2 separate regions of the Larimichthys crocea genome follow, and region 1 is linked to region 2. A link is a contact called in public Hi-C data. All regions are on one chromosome and are shown on one strand. Each heading gives the region's core, a stretch centred on a gene start, on an enhancer-like site or on the middle of the called end of the contact. The rest is flanking DNA. Distances are from core to core; before and after follow the strand shown. Region 1 holds the start of arfip2b (ADP-ribosylation factor interacting protein 2b). Region 2 holds the start of LOC104925183 (solute carrier family 46 member 3).

The links. A called contact is a pair of places that touch in the nucleus more often than the background predicts.
Region 1: a Hi-C map of muscle shows a contact between it and region 2, with 2.1 times the contacts expected there. The contact joins the promoter of arfip2b here to the promoter of LOC104925183 in region 2. A contact is called at or near these places in 2 of 7 Hi-C or Micro-C datasets (both in muscle).

Annotation. Positions count from the first base shown.
Region 1 is chrXXII:7,375,330-7,378,717 of L_crocea_2.0, reverse strand. arfip2b (ADP-ribosylation factor interacting protein 2b) reads right to left here and starts at 1,885. Exons shown (of 9, transcript XM_027273463.1): 1 at 1,533-1,885. It overlaps LOC113744402 (a long non-coding RNA gene), which reads left to right and starts at 2,514. Exons shown (of 4, transcript XR_003461493.1): 1 at 2,514-2,560.
Region 2 is chrXXII:7,223,813-7,227,044 of L_crocea_2.0, reverse strand. LOC104925183 (solute carrier family 46 member 3) reads right to left here and starts at 1,419. Exons shown (of 6, transcript XM_010738746.3): 1 at 1,276-1,419; 2 at 546-768. The coding sequence starts at 737. It overlaps synj1 (synaptojanin 1), which reads left to right and starts at 1,632. Exons shown (of 30, transcript XM_027273824.1): 1 at 1,632-1,752; 2 at 2,670-2,825; 3 at 2,994-3,080. The coding sequence starts at 2,702.

The sequences.
Region 1 (3,388 bases), core at 636-3,135, 150 kb before region 2:
AGCCAATCTGATGGCCTTTAGATGTGGAAGACGCTTCTCATTTCTAGGGTGTGGGTCAAACAGGTAAACGTCATACCTGAAAGATATACAGAAGCCAATAACACAGTGGGTGATTCATTGTGCACTTGTGGGTGTTTTGTGTGTGGAAAGTGTTCTGGTAGTGACATATGTTGATTTTCTTCAGATGGAGAACAGTCGGTTGCTACGGAGAGAAATGAAGGATAAAATCGAACATGCTTGTGGCTGCTGAAAGATAAAAACAACTGGTTACAAAAAGTTTAGATTTCATTTATCACCAACTGCCTCACAAGGTCATTCTTAAGATTGTTAATAACAAGTTTTATATTATGATTTTAGGGTGGTGCAGGGGTTAGCAGCACTGTCTCCCCATGTCTGCGTGGGTTCTCTCTGGGTACTCTGGCTTCCTCCCACAGTCCAAAGACACTTAATGTGTGTAATGGGTTAATTGGTGACTCTAAATTGCCAATAGGATGTGATGAACTGGTGTCCTCTGACTCTCAGCTGGGCCAGCCCAGTGTCTGATGAGGATAAGCGGTTCCAGAACATGGATGGAGATTATGATTGTCAACTCATTTTATAATATAAAACAAACAAAAGCTTTGTGTCCTTGTGAGGTCTGACTGGCTTCAACATACCTCCAGTATGTGGCAGGTTTAAGGCCGATCACTTACGAGCACAAATATCACAGGCGTTGTTTGAACGGTGGATGTTTACATTTGCTTTGACCTCGCCTAAGTGGGCTTTGCCATTATAAATGCAAACTTGGCCCTGCCCTGTCCATTTCCCTGAGGAATGACACATCTCTCGCTGGCACGAGAGCTCCTCGTGCTTCACACAGCATCCTCTGACACGGCTTACTGCGCCTGCCTGCCAGAGCTTGGAATCAAAGAAAACTGGCTGAACATCTTCTGTATATGAACTCATAGTAAACCCTTCAGCTGCACTGCTGTGCTGGCAATAACAGAGACTGTACACTTCACAATATGAGACAGTCATAAGCTGTTTATGAGAGAGAAAGCTGTTTTGCATATATGTATGCATGTAGCAGCTCACTGTGCTTTGAGGGACTTGGACCAGGCTGAGTCAATGTAAGACTGGAGGAGCCGCCTATTCTATTATTAGGAACAGGCAGCTTCCAAAATGTGCTGTACAACAGAGACAGTACACTTTATTATCTGCCATTATTAACAGTTCAGTTTCCGTGGGAGCCGGAACAGGTGTCTCCGGCAGGTAACGCTGATGCAGGCCCCCTCCCCGGTGACAGAGCGGCGGCTTTATTCACGCCATAAAATAAATGTAAATAATATTTAAACCGTGGTTCAGGCTGGAAATGAATAAAGGCCTGCTTCTGGTTCACACATGCAGCTGTTAACAGGAGGCTGGTTAAGGTGGTAAACAACCCGGCGAGCGCACCGTGTGAAGCCGGCTGCTTACCACTGCTACAAACGTAAAACAAACACACCCGGACAACGTGAAATATTTTTGTTATATAATATATATGTTGGACTTACGGTGTGCTTGGTCCCGTCGTCAAAAAAAAAAAAAAAAACCGGAGCTGTTCGGGAAGCTAGCGAGCGAGCTAATGAGAGGCTAACGGCAGAGCATCCCCGTTCACGCGCGGCTCACGGCGGACTGATGCGTCTTTTGTCAGTCCGAGGGAAAAAACGCCGGCGGGAAACAAAGCAGTGCTCTTATGTAAGAATGCTTTAATAACACAGACAGATACAGTCTTGTTCTGACTGCGTTTGTCATCTAAATCTACGTAAATAACCCTCTATCTCCTTTTTTAATGAAGCCTGGAGGAACGCTTCACGGAACTGACGACACAGCGGAGCTCATTTTGCAGACCCGCTCCGCTCCGAAGATCGTCTATGAACAGGAGGATGGATCACCTGTTTGAAAAACTGCCATGGTGCTACGCTACGGAAGGCCTAAGCGGTCATATATATGTATATTATTATGTTATTATCTTAAAGTAATACATGTTATTTCGGGATAATTTTCTTGAGATCTCAAAGTAAGAAAGCTTTGTTCTCCTGAGATAAGTTTCAAAGTTTCATTACCTTGAGATGTCGAGAACATTATCCCGTTATAACAACATTTGTTCATTTGATATAGTGATCATTTACATATTATCATAAAAAAGGACAATGGAAGAAAGAAAATGTATAAATGCATGACCGCTTAGGACCTCTGTACTACCCTGTGACCAGTCATTTGTTAATACTTAAAAAATATATTTATAAACTATATATAAAATATATTTATACCACATATATTTATAGTATACCTACTTAACTGAGCAAATAAACAATCTCACCTTCAATTAACCTAATTTTAGAGAGTGCAACTTTCCAGCTTTCTGTGAGCATTCCTCCTTTAGAGGTTTCACAGAGTGCTCTGTGTATAATGGTGATTTGATTTGTACCCGGAATTTGTAACAGAGTGAGAGTTCTTCATATTTTCTTCTTTTCAGCCCATCTTTGAGAGCATCCATCCAGCAGCTGGTGTGTGCAGGACTGACTGAACATTAACTCAGGTGAGTGTTAGTGAGTTCCACGTGTTCTTTAACTGTGCCTCAGGAATGGCCAAAGGACGTATTTTCAGTATGAATCCAAAGGTTACGTGCAAACTGCTTTATTCCAAGAAACGCTGCCCCCTGTGGCTGCAACTACATATTCACAAGTGTTGAACACGTCACCATTTCTCTCAGTAAACATAGGTGCTATTGACATGAAATTTTCTTTTTTTTTTTCTTTTTTCACAACTTTTTTTTATTGAATTTTCGAACACATAACTGACAGCTATAAGAAAGCAAGTATCAAGTTTGTCATTATTATTATAACAAAACTCAAATATAGACAAATAATGTACAAGACACTTGTGTATAAATAAATAAACAAACAACAATAATAAAAACAAGCAAACAAAACAATGAAAGAGGGAAAAAAAGGGGAAAAAAGGGCAGGTCACTTATACAGAATGAAGAGTTAGCCAGTGACATGAAATTTTGACCAAATATTGGTAACACCCCAAGTAATCCATACATACAAAGAAAGCAAATCAAATAAGTTCAGAAATTAGGTTGTGTGTAAGAAATAAGAAATGACAGAGAAAGAATTAAACACATAAAAAAGGGGGGTACAAAAAGCTATGGAAAGCCAAGACATCAGCTGAATGTCTATCAGTAAGTAGAAAGCTATTCTGTCCCAGTCAGTTAAAATCAACGTGTTCAGTCCAACTGTTGGCTTATAAAAAGGCATCTTATTACTAAGGTGTCACATAAGGAAGAACTTCACAACCTTATTATTGCAAAACACACTGATGGCGTTGGTTGCAGAAGAATTTCTAAACATCCGGATTATGG
Region 2 (3,232 bases), core at 170-2,669:
TAACAACAAAAAAAGCAAAGGAACAGTAAACTTAAGTCTCAGGTCTTGCACATGACCTTATCACACAAAAGCTGAATCAGTTAAAACCTGAACTGTGTTGCAAGAGGGGGTCTGCAGTTATAGGAGCATTTATGCTGAGTCATGGCAGTCAGAACTTCTACAGAGACACGGAGAGTTGCTGGGACACAGCTTTACAGAGCGTTATTTTATATTAGTTTAGGAAGCCTGGATGTTTTTCTGTCAGTATCAGCACACAGATACGACAACATAATAATGATTGAGTCAGCGTCACATGCATAAGTCAAAGAAGGGCAGAGACATTTACCCCCTCTTTCTAAAGTCTGTGTAAATATAGTTTTCAAATAATATTCACAGTGTTAATGTCATTTCTTGTTGCTGGATGTGGGAAAAATGAACATGGTTGCATGTGTTCTTAGTGTGTTTTAAGTAGAAGGGGAAATCAAATGCAACCTGTTTCAAATATTTGCAATTGCCTTAATTTACTTAAATGCATCCTCCTCTACGTCCAGTGATGAATGACTAACCTCATGGTAGCTGGAGTGGTTGCTGCTGTTGTTTATTGTACACCTGGATGTGTTGTCAGAGATAGGATAGGTGGTGTTTGTCAGCTGCTGCCAGAACCTCCGGTACACATACTGCTGCACCAGGGGATAGATGAGAAAACTGGAGAAAGCGTACAGAGCAACTACAGGCTCCACAAGGTAAAGACCCTTCATTCTGAGGGTCTGCGATTAAAAAAAAAAAATCCTGAAAAACAGATATGAAGACATTAAGACATGTAAATGAACTCAAATAAAAAAAAAGACAGATGATTGATGAAAATTTGAACAACTGGACAGACCATAAAGATGATTCTGTTTTTACATGTTTTAACCTTCAACACTGCACACACAAATAACACAGTGTGCAGAACAAACATGTGACACACATTACACTCTTTACATGGCACAATACTGATTCAAATCAGAAACATCTGACGTACAAGACAATATTTATTTGGTTGTTTGTGCCTTTTGAGGATCACAGACAGTCCAAGGTTGCAAAAGTTGCATCAAAATATCGATCCAGCAGTGTGACACATAAAGTGAAATATCAGCTACTAAGTCTATAGCCCGGTTTGTTTGTTTCTGTGTCCAACATATGCTGCAGGATGAGCCGGTCTGGGTTAGATAACACGAAACGAGGACGACAACGACACCTTAGCTTCTTTTTTGTTATTATATTGTTGACAAGAACATGCAGTAGAACACATACCGTTTAGATGATCTCTCGACTCATGATTTAGTCAATAACGTGATCCCGGGGAAAGAAAAAATCTGTTTGTTGAAGTGTGCAGTTGCTCTTGTTTTATACAGAAGTGTATATAAATACGAAACGCCGCGATCCCGCCCCTCGCCGTACGCCATTGGACGGCTGTCTTTCAGGGCTGTGTTTATTCGACGAAGGAACTGTCAGTCACCAGTGAAAGCGGACGACAACACTTTGTTATTTTCTGTCATAGGCTCTTTATTGTCCATTAACGCGCATTTGAAGCATATACGGCATAAAACAAGTACCTACAAGTCAGGTGAATTGGATTTAGCTTGCGAAATATTTTATTTATATGAACTCTACTTCCGTGTTTTCCAAGCATTACGGTAACGTGAGGTAGGCGTTGGAATGTACCATTCCGCAAACACACCGGGAGGGATTGTGTTGTGACAGCGGAGTAACAACCCGGCGGGGGTGACGGTAAGGCGGAATATGTAGTCCTTCCTCTGTGCAATTTAAACCTAACCTACAATTGAAAGATGAAGCCGATGTGTTTGATGTTTGAACGAGTTAATACGTTCTACATGTTGCTCATGTTTCTGTTTTAATAAATGTCATGTTTATGACGTGCAGGAGTACTGCCATGGAAAATATCGACAGCTAGCGAATCATAGCTATCCCTGTGATTAATGCGGCTAACCTGGCTAACGCTCCCAGCTAGCGTCAGAGAGGTGAAAGACGGCGGGCTGTTTTCGCTCCGTCTTTTTCAGCTCTCTCCTTTTCCCTCCGTCACTTTTGTCATGGCACTAAACCGGCTGACTGCCTGCCGGATAAACGACAGCGTTAGCTTCGCCTGCTGCACTTGCACCATAAAGTCGTGACTGTCCGTGTCAGGGTGGATGATATTTCAGTCTCCCGGCCTAACGTTATTCCTCACAGGGCTCCCGCTTTGCTCCCAGTCTCACAAGCTACCTGCGATATCCACACAGCAATAAGCGATAATAATCACTTTGTCATAATGTTGTGGGCCTTATCTGTGCCAGCTTCCGCAATGCTAAGCTTTCTGCTCAATCTGACTCACACGTAATGTTGCTATCTAATTATACGACAGGTTCACTTAATGAGTGACGGGCACTGAGACACAAACACTGTGTTACCTGCAGTGAGAGTGCCGTGTAATCATCTATGTTTCATTTTTTATAACGTCTTAATGCTTCCTTCAGTCACAGCGTTTGCTGTATTAAATGTAATAAATCCATTTTTGATATAAACATCCTAATATGTAAGCATGTTCATGTCATACTCTACAAGCATCATATCCTCTAATAGCCCTCACATTACAAATGTCTGACTGTCTCTCTCTGACACGCTGTCATCCGCTCTCTCTGCTTTTCCAGGTCATAACAGGTTTTTTCATCTCGGATCAACAATGGCCTTCAGTAAGGGATATCGCATCTACCATAAGCTGGACCCACCCCCCTACAGTGTCATAGTGGAGACTAGGACCAGGGAAGAATGCCTCATGTTTGAGTCGGGGGCTGTCGCCGTCCTGTGTAAGACATCTTGTTTAATTACACTCCAATTAGAGATTTAAATAGTATTTCCCCAAATAAAGATGGTGTAAGAGGAACACAGCTACAAGGAGAGACATATTGATGATCAGGTGATGTAACTTAACGAGATATTTTCCTCACATTGTGTTGCTTTTTGTTCGTCTCCAGCGGCGGCAGAGAAGGAGGCCATTAAAAGCACGTACACCAAGATCGTCGATGCTTACGGGATCCTCGGCGTTCTCCGCCTAAATCTTGGTAAGCTACACGAACATCCTTTCTATTCATTTGCTCCTCGTTACAGAAATTTCCTGGGTCCAGTCCGGTCCTTATTGTGACCCCAGGTTCTTGTGTGTCTGTGAAGGCCATGTGGTTTGTAGTCCGGTCGCTGTTCCTTGTAAGCTGCTTTC